Linked DNA regions of Zea mays: region 2 is linked to region 1. The links are chromatin contacts, called in public Hi-C maps. All regions are on one chromosome and are shown on one strand. The core of a region is the stretch at or near the end of the contact, and the rest is flanking DNA. Distances in the headings are between cores, read along the strand shown. Region 1 holds the start of LOC100281196 (regulatory protein NPR1). Region 2 holds the start of LOC100282894.

Region 1 (5,997 bases), core at 2,176-4,675:
GTGTATAGATTATACAGGTGTAAAAGGTTCACACTCAGCCAATAAAAAGACCAAGTTTTGGATTCAACAAAGGAGCAAAGGGGCAACCGAAGGCACCTCTGGTCTGGCGCACCGGACTGTCCGGTGTGCCACCGGACATGTCCGGTGCACCAGGGGGACTCAGACTCAAACTCGCCACCTTCGGGAATTTCCAGAGGCGACTCGGCTATAATTCACCGGACTGTCTGGTGTACACCGGACATGTCCGGTGCTCCAGGGAAGGTCGGCCTCAGGAACTCACCAGCCTCGGGTTTTCTCCTTCGCCGCTCCGCTATAATTCACCGGACTGTCTGGTGTGCACCGGACTGTCCGGTGCAACCTCGGAGCAACGGCTACTTCGCGCCAACGGCTACCTGCAACGGCATTTAATGCGCGCGCAGCGCGCGCAGGAGTCAGAATCGCCCATGCTGGCACACCGGACAGCAAACAGTACATGTCCGGTGTGCACCGGACACCCAGGCGGGCCCACAAGGCAGAAGCTCCAACGGTCAGAATCCAACGGCAGTGATGACGTGGTAGGGGGCACCGGACTGTCCGGTGTGCACCGGACTGTCCGGTGTGCACCGGACTGTCCGGTGCGCCATCGAGCAGACAACCTCCCAACGGCCACTTTTGGTGGTTGGGGCTATAAATACCCCAACCACCCCACCATTCATTGCAATCCAAGTTTTCCACTTCTCAACCACTTACAAGAGCTAGGCATTCAATTCTAGACACACCCAAAGTGATCAAATCCTCTCCAATTCAACACAAAGCCCTAGTGACTAGTGAGAGTGATTTGCCGTGTTCATTTGAGCTCTTGCGCTTGGATTGCTTTCTCTCTTTCATTCTTTCTTGTGTTCAATACTCACTTGTAACCAAGGCAAGAGACACCAATTGTGTGGTGGTCCTTGCGGGGAGGTTTTGCTCCCGGTTGATTTGAGAAGAGAAAGCTCACTCGGTCGGAGGGACCGTTTGAGAGAGGGAAAGGGTTGAAAAAGACCCGGCCTTTGTGGCCTCCTCAACGGGGAGTAGGTTTGAGAGAACCGAACCTCGGTAAAACAAATCCTCGTGTCTCACTTCATTATTTGCTTGCGATTTGTTTTCACGCCCTCTCTCGGACTCGATTATATTTCTAACGCTAACCCGGCTTGTAGTTGTGATTGTTTTTGAGAATTTCAGTTTCGCCCTATTCACCCCCCCTCTAGGCGACTTTCACTTAGGAATGCTTAGAGAATGCTTGGTGTACTCCTCCATGCGCCTAGGGGTCCCTTTTATAGTCCCAAGGCTGCTAGGAGCCGTTGAGTGCATTCCTGGAAGGCAATTCTTGCCTTCTGTCACCTGGCGCACCGGACAGTCCGGTGCACCACCGGACACTGTCCGGTGCGGATCTCCTTCCTTATTTGGCGAAGCCGACCGTTGGCGCTTTGGAGCCGTTGGCGCACCGGACACTGTCCGGTGCACACCGGACAGTCAGGTGCCCCCTTCCGACCGTTGGCTCGGCCACGTGTTTCGCGCGGATCGCGCGGCAGACCGTTGGCCCGACCGACCGTTGGCTCACCGGACAGTCCGGTGCACACCAGACAGTCCGGTGAATTATAGCCGTACGCCGTTAATCACTTCCCGAGAGCAGCAAGTTCGCCTGAGCCAGCCTGGCGCACCGGACACTGTCCGGTGAACCACCGGACAGTCCGGTGCACCCAGTCAGAGCTGACTTTGGCTGAACAAAGTCATCTTTAGTTCCAACTTGATTTTTCCTGTTTCCAGCACTTAGACACAATACATTAGTCTCTAAAACAATGTATTAATTCTGAGAAACATACCTTTATACTTGGTTTGTACTTTGTCCACCATTTAACACTTGGGCACTTGTGTTGGACACTAAATCACCAAAATACTTAGAAATGGCCCAAGGGCACATTTCCCTTTCAACAGTCCGGTGCCACACCGGACAGTCCGGTGACCTCTGACTTCTGTGTTCTAACTTCTGTCGCGGCACTGTTTCGCACTATAGCGTTTTGCAGTCGACCGTTGGCGCACAGAGAGCCATTGCTCCGCTGGCTGACCGGACAGTCCGATGAATTATAGCGGAGCGCGCCTCTGAATTCCCGAGTGTGGCCTGTTTGAAGGGCGCCTGGCCTGGTGCACCGAACAATGTATGGTGCGCCAAAAATCAGCACACTCAAGTCCTTTGCTTCATTTTTTATTGTGTCGCTAACTGGATTTCTTTTTGGTTTGTGTTGAACCTTATGCACCTGAGATAAATCACATCTAGCCAAACTAGTTAGTCCATGTGGTTTGTGTTGATCGTCAACTACTAAAATCTATTTATAGAAAGTGGTTAACCCTATTTCCCTTTCAGCACACTCTATATAGTGCTTGAGACCTCGACATGAAGGTGTCCTAGGAAGCCAAGGCTCTCGCGTAAGGTCCTCGACATGCAGGACCCTAGGCCCCGTTAGAATGGGGCTTGTCCATAAGAGAGTTGGGCTCTAAGATGCATGACTGACACTGTGCGTCTGTCGTTTCTTAATAAAGTTATAGATGATGTTTTGCCAACATCTGATGATATGTCTTGGTGCTTACAAAAGCCTTGTTTTTTATCTTCCTTTCGTCTTAATAAAGATCCATATTACATTTATATTTACTATGTCATATATATACCTCACTATCTCGAAGATACATCTCGTTGCGGAAGCATAAGGTAGCTTTGGAGGTAAAGCTTAGAGCGACATGTGGGTGCAACAAACAAACATGGGGGCACAACACACCTCACCTCATATAACTAATTTGGCTTGCAAATCGAGAGTCCCGTACGAAAAGTACTCGTTGTCTCTTGACCCAATAAATCAAATACACCTTCTTACACAATTTGTCCATTTTATATTTTTCGTTTCCAATAACAAACTCAAAGTGACTTGTTTTTTTGGACCTTTGACACATAGCCTTTAAAGTAGATTTCACAATTTAAGCTTGTTATGTAAAACAAACTAATTTCGAGAGAGGCTGATTGAGGAGAAAGTCTGCGGTCGATGATTCAATTGGACGAAATCGATGTTTAAACTGTCTTGTTGATTAAATTTCTAGCTTCACACGTGCTTGAACGGCGTAGGAAGTGTTGGAATTTCCCTTCTTATGATTTATTAGAGTAGAGTTTTGTTACAGTTTATTTACGGATTCATTACGGTATTTATTAGGGATACGTTGACATATAACTTCAGTCTTTCTTTTTTAATAGTCACAAGAAACTTTCACACACCTACTAGGAGTAACAGAAAAACATGGACATATTGATTTTTGAAAAAAGAAATATTGACAGATAAGGTGTTGGGGACCGTAGAGACTAGAGAGGATGAGGACGACGCCAGGCAGACGAGCCTTGCCGATTGCCGTCGACGTCACCCTGGTCAGGCGTCACTTGACGACGTATACAGGGGCACAGGGCTCAGGTTTTCCTTCAAATTGCGCCGAAATACTCGAGATTTCTTGGATTTTTTTACTTGTTTATTCTATTCTCCTTCCGGCGCCTCTCTAGTCTATTCTCCTTCCTCGTCGAGTCGTCGTCTTCTTCGATCCACTCTTTCCCCCATCCCTATCTCCCTACTTTCCACGCAACTGCGTTTCCCCCGGACTCTTCTTCCACGATTCCGTTGGACCCCTACCGCTCCTCAGTCAGTCCTCGCCCCTCCCAGCACCGGCCAACAATCCCTCACGTTATTCCCTGTAGCTACTATGCTGCCCTCTTGGATCCCTTTTTCACTTGTCTGAGATTTAGCCACCGCCCGGTAGGAAGAAGAAGGGGAAGCACCATATTTTCTGTTCCTGGCCTGACGCAGCGCCGGTGAGATTTCAGTCCGGGATCGGCAACGCTGGGAGGACTCGCGTGTGATTTACGCCGACTTCCGTGCCGCTCTAGGAAGGGTCACGTCGAGGAGGCTTTTGCCGACGCGGATTTGCCTGGAGCCAGCCAAGCAGAGCGCAGAATTGGGGGTGTTTGGCCGTGCAAAGCCAGAAAGTTCTCGGTTTGGCTGCCGAAACCGCTTGAGGCGACCACCATCTCATGGTCGTAGTGGTCCGGGTCCGGCACAAGTAGGGGCTCGCGTCTTGCGCTTGGCAGTTGTGGGAAGCCATGGAGCCGTCGTCGTCCATCACGTTCGCGTCGTCGTCGTCGTACCTGTCCAACGGCTCGAGCCCCTGTTCCGTCGCGCTGCCGCCGCCAGGGCCGCCCCAGACTCCCCCGTTGCCTGCCGGCCAGGGGTGGGGTGGTGGAGTCGCTGCCGCAGGGAGCGGAGGCAGCGTGGAGGCCGTGAGCCTGAACCGGCTCAGCAAAAACCTCGAGCGGCTGCTCCTCGACCCGGACCTAGACTGCAGCGACGCCGACGTCGATGTGCCCGACGGTGGGCCGCCCGTACCCATCCACCGCTGCATCCTTGCCGCACGCAGCGACTTCTTCTACGACCTCTTCGCCGCTCGCGGCCGCGCAGGGGCAGCGCGCGGTGATGCGGCCGCCGGCGCCGGAGTAGCCGCGGAGGGGGCTGCCAGTGGAAGGCCGCGGTACAAGATGGAGGATCTCGTTCCCGCCGGCCGCGTGGGGCGCGAGGCCTTCCAGGCGTTTCTGGGGTACCTGTACACCGGCAAGCTCCGGCCGGCACCGGTCGACGTGGTGTCTTGTGCTGACCCAGTGTGCCATCACGATTCGTGCCCGCCGGCCATCAGGTCCGCGGTCGAGCTCATGTACGCGGCGTGTACCTTCAAGATCCCCGAGCTCACCTCGCTCTTCCAGGTGAGACGCAATTTGGTTCTTGCTCGCCCCATTGTCAATAGGATTAAACTCTAATTTCTTTAGGAATTGTTTCGTTCTATGCCAATACTGTACATGGCTTCGGTAGACTAGAAATGGATTTGTGATTTTTTTTCTCCAATCCGAGTGTTGACTACATCACTACAAAAAGCTATCAATAGCTGAACTGCTAAAATTGCTGATTTTGTTTTCTCCAATCCGAGTGTTGACCACATCACTGCAAAAAGTTATTAATAGCTGAATCGCTACAATTGTTCAATTGTTGATTTTGTTTTTTCCAATCCGAGTGGTGACACTACAAAAAACTATTAATAGTTGAACTACTAAAATTGTTGGCTATTGCTTTTTTAGTTGATTCAAGCGAACCTGGTGGCTTGAAGTCTATGAATTGAAATGGAATCATTATTCATTAGGCTGCTCAACATTTGTATATTACATTTATGGCTGTATAATTTATCAATCTGTTTAACATCAATTCAGCTTTGCTTTGTCGATTTATGGAAGGCAAATGGTTAACATGGTCTTCTTCTACAGCGCCGGCTTCTTAATTTTGTAGACAAGACTCTAGTGGAGGATGTTATTCCTATTCTGGAAGTTGCTTCCCACTCAGGGCTGACTCAAGTGATCGACAAATGTATTCAAAGGATTGCTAGATCAGATCTCGACGATATATCTTTGGATAAGGAGCTCCCTCCAGAAGCAGTTGATGAGATAAAAAATTTGCGCAAGAAGTCACAAACTGCTGATGGTGATACGTTCATTTCGGACCCTGTGCATGAGAAAAGAGTCAGAAGAATCCACAGGGCACTTGACTCTGATGATGTTGAGCTTGTGAAGTTGCTTCTTAATGAGTCCGACATCACATTAGATGATGCCAACGCATTACACTATGCTGCTTCTTACTGTGATCCTAAAGTTGTCTCAGAGCTGTTAGATTTGGCAATGGCTAACTTAAATTTGAAGAATAGCCGTGGGTACACAGCACTCCACTTGGCTGCTATGAGGAGAGAACCAGCTATAATCATGTGTCTCCTTAACAAAGGGGCAAATGTGTCACAACTGACAGCTGATGGCAGGAGCGCAATTGGTATTTGTCGGAGGTTAACAAGAGCAAAAGACTACAATACAAAGATGGAGCAGGGTCAAGAATCAAATAAAGATAGGCTGTGTATAGATAT
Region 2 (5,997 bases), core at 2,543-5,042, 170 kb before region 1:
TTACATGTATGATGATGTATCATGTTCCCTGAAAAAAAATGGAACTCTGAAGATATCAACATGTAAGAGATACATGATATCCGACAGCTTATAGATGATTCTAATATATTACATTCAGAATCTCGTGTTTCAAAAAGCAGCTCGTAAGGACAACGATATAGCATGAATGCACAGCCGCATCTGGAACTTTATGTACAGAGAAAACGGTGACTGCTTAGATACAACATGGAATTGGGACACACCGAGGGACATTGTTACGTGATTCTGCTACTGCAATCGGAAGAACCAGGCAGTGAAGTGGTAAAGCCACAGAGCAAGTGTTCTTCACTTCATGAAGCTACCGTCTAACAGTAAACTGATAGCTGGTTGGCTCAATAACAGCCCCTCAGTCATCCTCTAGATCACTGAAGGATACATCTTCCTCCTCCCCAACTGCAGTATTGTTGCCAGTTTTGCTGGGCACAGAGTCGACATCCTGTAGCCAATCATCTACTTCTTTTTCATCATCATCATCCGCAGGGTCAGGGTTAGATTCCTCAGTGGGTAAACTCTTGGCCTCAGTTTTCATCACCAACTCTTCTTGAATTACAGACTTGTCAACTATTTCTGCCTCAGTACTTGAGATAGGATGCTTGTCAGCCTCAACATTAGGCACAGGGTCAGAAGTTAGTTCTTGGAATGACGGCGCTTCAGATACTCCATGCTTGTTTTGGATGCTTGCCGGTGACAACTCACTCTCTTCAGGTTCTGTAGTATTCCTGCTTTCTGATAACAGCTTGTGCTTTGTCGGTGAACTTTGCAGTAGTCCTTCTCTTGCTTCCAGGATCTGTGTGAAACAGGAGGATTTTAGGATGGGAAATACAACAATGATAGATGCACGCTTCAAGCTCCCAATGAAATAAAAGTGCACCAACAAACTTCCCATCCAAAGTTACTAATAACAAAAAATAAAGGTATGATTCACGACTTCTATATATTTATTGTAATGGTACTAAGAGCAGTGTGATGTGAAAATATGATTCATAGACTTGGCATGTGCAGTAGTTATATTATATAATGGAACGCTTTGTTCTCATGTATGATATGAAAATTTAACTACATGAATTAGAAAGTTTAGTTTGGTTGACAAAACGAGCAATTAATGAAGGTTATCCAGACTACTAATTAGGCAGTACTTCATTTGAAAAACTGGAGTCTAACTTTGGAAGGCTTCAGTTTTCAGAAATCAAAAACATCACTACAGCATAAATATCCAAAAAACAATTAACTGCCAATGTTGGTGATACATCTCCTCAACCTCACTCTATCTGACAAGAGCTACAACCTGGAAATATGGACATACAAATAGTTCTATAATGGACATGCATGCCACGAATCTCACTTGGAAATGGACATACAAATGGTTATTGATCAACGAACTTTACATATGAAGATGACATTTGCATCGAGCGTAATCATCAAGCTTTGTGCTTACAACATTTACAATGGTATCAATTTGGGTCTGCTTATAACTTTTGTTGTTGACATATTCCCATCAGCTTAGCGATGAAGAACTTAAGCTTCAAGCAAGATAATTTGTAACTGTCATGATACATGCTGGATGTATGATTCCTTAACAATTACTCCCTCCATTCCAAATTATAAGAAGTTTTGGCTTTTATAGATAAATAACTGTTGCTATACATTTAGATATACGCTATGTCTAGATACATAGTAAATGCAATGTATCTAGAAAAGCCAAAGCATCTTATAATTTGGAATGAAGTGACTGGTACAAATGTACAATAACATGGATCCACAAGACCCATGGCTAATTTTGAATGGAGTAGTACATGCACCGGGCTGCCCCTTTTTTTGACCCCAGCCTCAGGTTTGTATTAGTCAACTTGAGCTCACGCTACTCATAAAGTCACAAATGGACTGGTTCATACTTCAGAGAAAGGATAGACAATAAGCCAAATAAACAAAATGACAGTTTATTGGGGTGGGGTAAGAAAATGGTTTCCAGATAGCATATCTCACATTCAAAATACCACAGGTCATAACACATAAACAAGTTTTTTTTTATTTCTGACAAGATCTATGTAAGTTGTCCAAATCAAGCCTATAAGCAGATGCTTTTGTTTCGGTAATTGTAGTCTGCATGAACAGCAACAAACGAACATGATAAAAAATACAATTAGAGAAAAACAGAACAGAGGATAGAGAGTATACTTGTGGTGTTGAAAGAATTTCAGCATCTTGCTTGCTGAGTTTCGAATGGAGAAGCACAAAATATATCTTCCAGAAGCACGCTTCACTCATATTGGTAGAGCAAAGCTCAGTCCTGAGGTATGATAGGCTTGGTACAAGCCGCTCTATAGCAACTGCATGTCCATACTGTTCATCTGATAGTTCAAAATCTAAAAAACATAGAAGCATATCAAATGTAGGTAAGAAACTGAGAAAATCAGCGTGGTATGCTAAAGAATATTGGACATGCATCATACATGATACATGAAGGAATGACATGCAAAATTGTGCCAACTCATTCGACTCACAGATGTTGAACCTATAGTTGTCAACTCCAAAAACAACTCTGACCCACTTGCAAGTTTGAGCAAAAGTATGGTTACAACCAGTTGCAAACAACACTTCCCCAGAAATCTTTGTAAATATATGCAAAATCTACTCAATTTCAACATGAACAATGATGGCTAATAATGACTTGAGTCCAGATGCTAAATTAAGATGAATAGATCCATTTAGGGGTGTTCATCAGAAATATGCCACTCAACTTTTGCAATATTAGGTAGTTGGTTCATTTGGATGCCACTCAATGACATCAAAATGAACTTGCTATCTAATTTTGCAAAAGTTGAGTGGCATGTATATAATTAATCCATTTAGTTACACTCTAGAAACCGTAATTTCAGTAGCAAGAGAATACCGTATTGTAGACAAACAAGCTTAATAAGCAAGTAAAGTCAACCCTCAAATTCTTCCCTTACCCAGTACTAGTCTACTGCAACAAAATGAGCACACAATCGCACCAAAACAATAGGTTCCACCATCTATGAATTAAAGCAACAAAATAAACAGTTCAAGCGTTCCAATCTGATGACACTGGCTCTTACCATCTGCGTGTCGGTCATCAACAAACAAGGGGAAATCGAGCCATGTCTTCGGATGCTTTGAGATGTTACCGACGAACACCACTACCTCCTCGGTCACACCGACCGCCTCGCCCTCTTCCTCCTCCCCCTGATCCCCGGGACCGAATGGCAGGAACGATGACGCGAACCTGGAGATCTCCGCCACCGCGCCGGCGTTCGACAGCATCGAGATGCCGGTCTTCACCCTGCCCCCGATCTCCGCCAGGTCACTCCGGATCCCGTCGATCCGTGGGGACTGAGGCACCTCCGCGGCGGCGGCTGTCTCCTCCTCCTCCTCTTCAGTCTCTCCTTCAGTTGGCGGTGGCGCGAGGAAGGAGGCAACGCCCCAGAACCGGCGGGTGAGGGACTCGGTCAGCTCCGAGATGTCGCCCTTAACGCCGCGGCTCGGGGTGTCCGGCTGCTCATCGGACTCACCGGTCTCGGCGCTGGTGGGGTCGGAGGCGCGCGGCGGGCTGTTGTCGCCGGAGGCGGGCTCGGATTCATCGTCGTCAGAGTGGGCAGATGAAAGTGTGGCAGCGATGGAGCGAGCGAACCATGACATCGCGGCGAGCTCGTGCCGTGCGTGCGTGCGGTCTGGAGGGCGGGCGAGCACTGGAGCGTGGGGCGGTAGGTAGAGTGGAGTAGAATAGTAGCGGAGAACGGCAAGTGTGGCGAGTGGCTAAGCCGCGGAGGTGGGGATGGAGACGAGGATCAGTGCGTGTTCGGCACGGATGCAAATTGGATATGGGTAAAAAAATCCATACAGGAAATGTGATCCTAATTTGCATTGTTAAGTTATACTCCCTTCGATTTTCTATCGTGTCGTACTAGTATTTGTTTTTAAAGTGAATTATTGCTGTGTGTCCATGGACCTAGATGGTGATACAACACAAACATTTATCCTGGTTCGGGTTTAGACAACCCTACTTCTATTAGAAGGAGATAAGACTTATATTACTTGTGTCTAAGTGCTTGTGGTAGAGGATACAAGCTGGTCGAAAGAAGTCCTCAAGTTCCTGGTAGTGATTGAGGCAAGTGCCAATATCAATCGTGGAGGTGAAAAACCATGAAGTCTTCTCCTCTTCGAATAAAGCACTCTCCGAATAAAGCACTGGGCTCCTCCTTTTATAGGCTCAAGTAGGCCTGGGCATAAAACCCGAGCCCGAAGCCCTATACCCGAAATACCCGAACCCATACCCGTTTAGCCCGAAGCCCGTTACCCAAATAGCTCCAGCGGGTAATGAAACTGGATACCCGAACTAAGTTCGGGCCTAATCGGGTACTAACCCGCGGTACCCGAAGTACCCATTCTACCCGATATCCATTCTACTAGAAGGCCGCCAGGCGCCAGGCCGAGCGCAAGCTCCACAGCCCACGGCCCAGTTGGCAGCCTACTACGAAATCGAAACCTCCCAATCCAGCCAACCCTAACTCCTGAGTCCTGTCTTCCTTGTCCGGCTGTCCTGAGTCCCTGGCGCGGCACCAGCGGCGGCTGTTCCAGCGGCGGCTGTTCCTGGCGCGGCACCAGCGGCGGCTGCGGCACGCCCCCCATTGGCCATCGCCTAGGCTACAACTGCAACCTGTCCAGCCGGTCGCACGCCAGCCACCAGCGCTCAACGCGACGCTAGCGTCCAGGCGCCGCGGCCTCACCAAGGCGCCGTCCAGGCCAACGTCCAGGCGCCCGTCACGCACATGCATTGCCCGAGTGGACCAACAGGCAACAACCAAGTGTGATTGGAGTTTGTGATTTGAGTTTGTGATTTTGTCAAAGGCAATAACGGGTACCCGAATTTTACACAAACCCAAACCCGAATTTGTGGGTACCCGAAATTGCGGGTACCCGAAATTTCGGGTACGAGTACGGGTTCAACTGTTGAAAACCCGAAATTTAAAAAACCCGAAAAGCCCGACCCGAATTTTCGGGTAAACCCGAACGCCCAGTCCTAGGCTCAAGGAGGGCTCCCCGGAGCGCAACAGTTTCTCGCGTATAGAGGAAGAGATGAGTTTGAGCCCCTATAGCTGGAAACAAAACTGAGATTTTGAATCAATGAAACCTACTGGCAGAACCGGTCACCCTTCCCCGGATTACACAGTGAAGATTGTAAAATCACAGACGTAGAGGTTCAAAGTGTTGCATATCTTTGACAACAAAACTAGAGCAGTCTAGGGAATGAAAATCTACATGTGCTAAAACCCTGAGCTAAAGAGATGGCTATAACAACAGCTCTACTCATCTATTTATAGAGGGTTATTACTACTTTCTAAACTACTCCTATATACATAGAGTCTATCCCCTTAGGCGGGGGCGAAATAGACCAACTCCTAGAGTTTTGATCTAACGACCACACGCTCCATATGAAGTTGCTTCGCCTTAATGCACCATTCGTGATGACGTCGTGTGTCGCCTCTGTTTCCCATTGGAACTCTCCACCTGAGTTGGGTGGGTTTTCGAGGTTTAACCACCAAACCACCATGAGTATCGCACCACGTGTGCGTCCCACGTAGGGCTGGAAACGAGCCGAGCCGAGCCAGGCTCGGCTCGGCTCGGTGAGGCTCGGTGGAATAGCGAGCCGAGCCAGGCTCGGCTCGGTCACTTCACGAGCTCGATGATGAGGCTCGGCTCGGCTCGATATAGGCTCGTGAGCCGGCTCGGCTCGACTCGCGAGCCTGTACACTCAAGTACTCAACAACATTAATTACGGTCATTAGCTCAAATTTGAAGCACAATATGTTCCATATAATAAAAAATTATGTCCCTGCACTCTAGTTCCTTGTGAGTTATGACCAAAACCACACACTGGTCACTGGATCTAGATGACTGGACACTAATAAACAAACTGACAACTGACAAGTGATAGCTGTA

Evidence for each region. A called contact is a pair of places that touch in the nucleus more often than the background predicts.
Region 2: a Hi-C map of leaf shows a contact between it and region 1, with 4 times the contacts expected there. The contact joins the promoter of LOC100282894 here to the promoter of LOC100281196 in region 1. A contact is called at or near these places in 2 of 25 Hi-C or Micro-C datasets (both in leaf).

What each region holds. Positions count from the first base shown.
Region 1 is chr8:179,366,413-179,372,409 of Zm-B73-REFERENCE-NAM-5.0, reverse strand. LOC100281196 (regulatory protein NPR1) reads left to right here and starts at 3,425. Exons shown (of 4, transcript NM_001367877.1): 1 at 3,425-4,801; 2 at 5,354-5,997. The coding sequence starts at 4,148.
Region 2 is chr8:179,541,453-179,547,449 of Zm-B73-REFERENCE-NAM-5.0, reverse strand. It overlaps LOC100282894, which reads right to left and starts at 3,792. Exons shown (of 3, transcript NM_001371886.1): 1 at 3,117-3,792; 2 at 2,215-2,402; 3 at 30-826. The coding sequence starts at 3,696. The coding sequence ends at 386.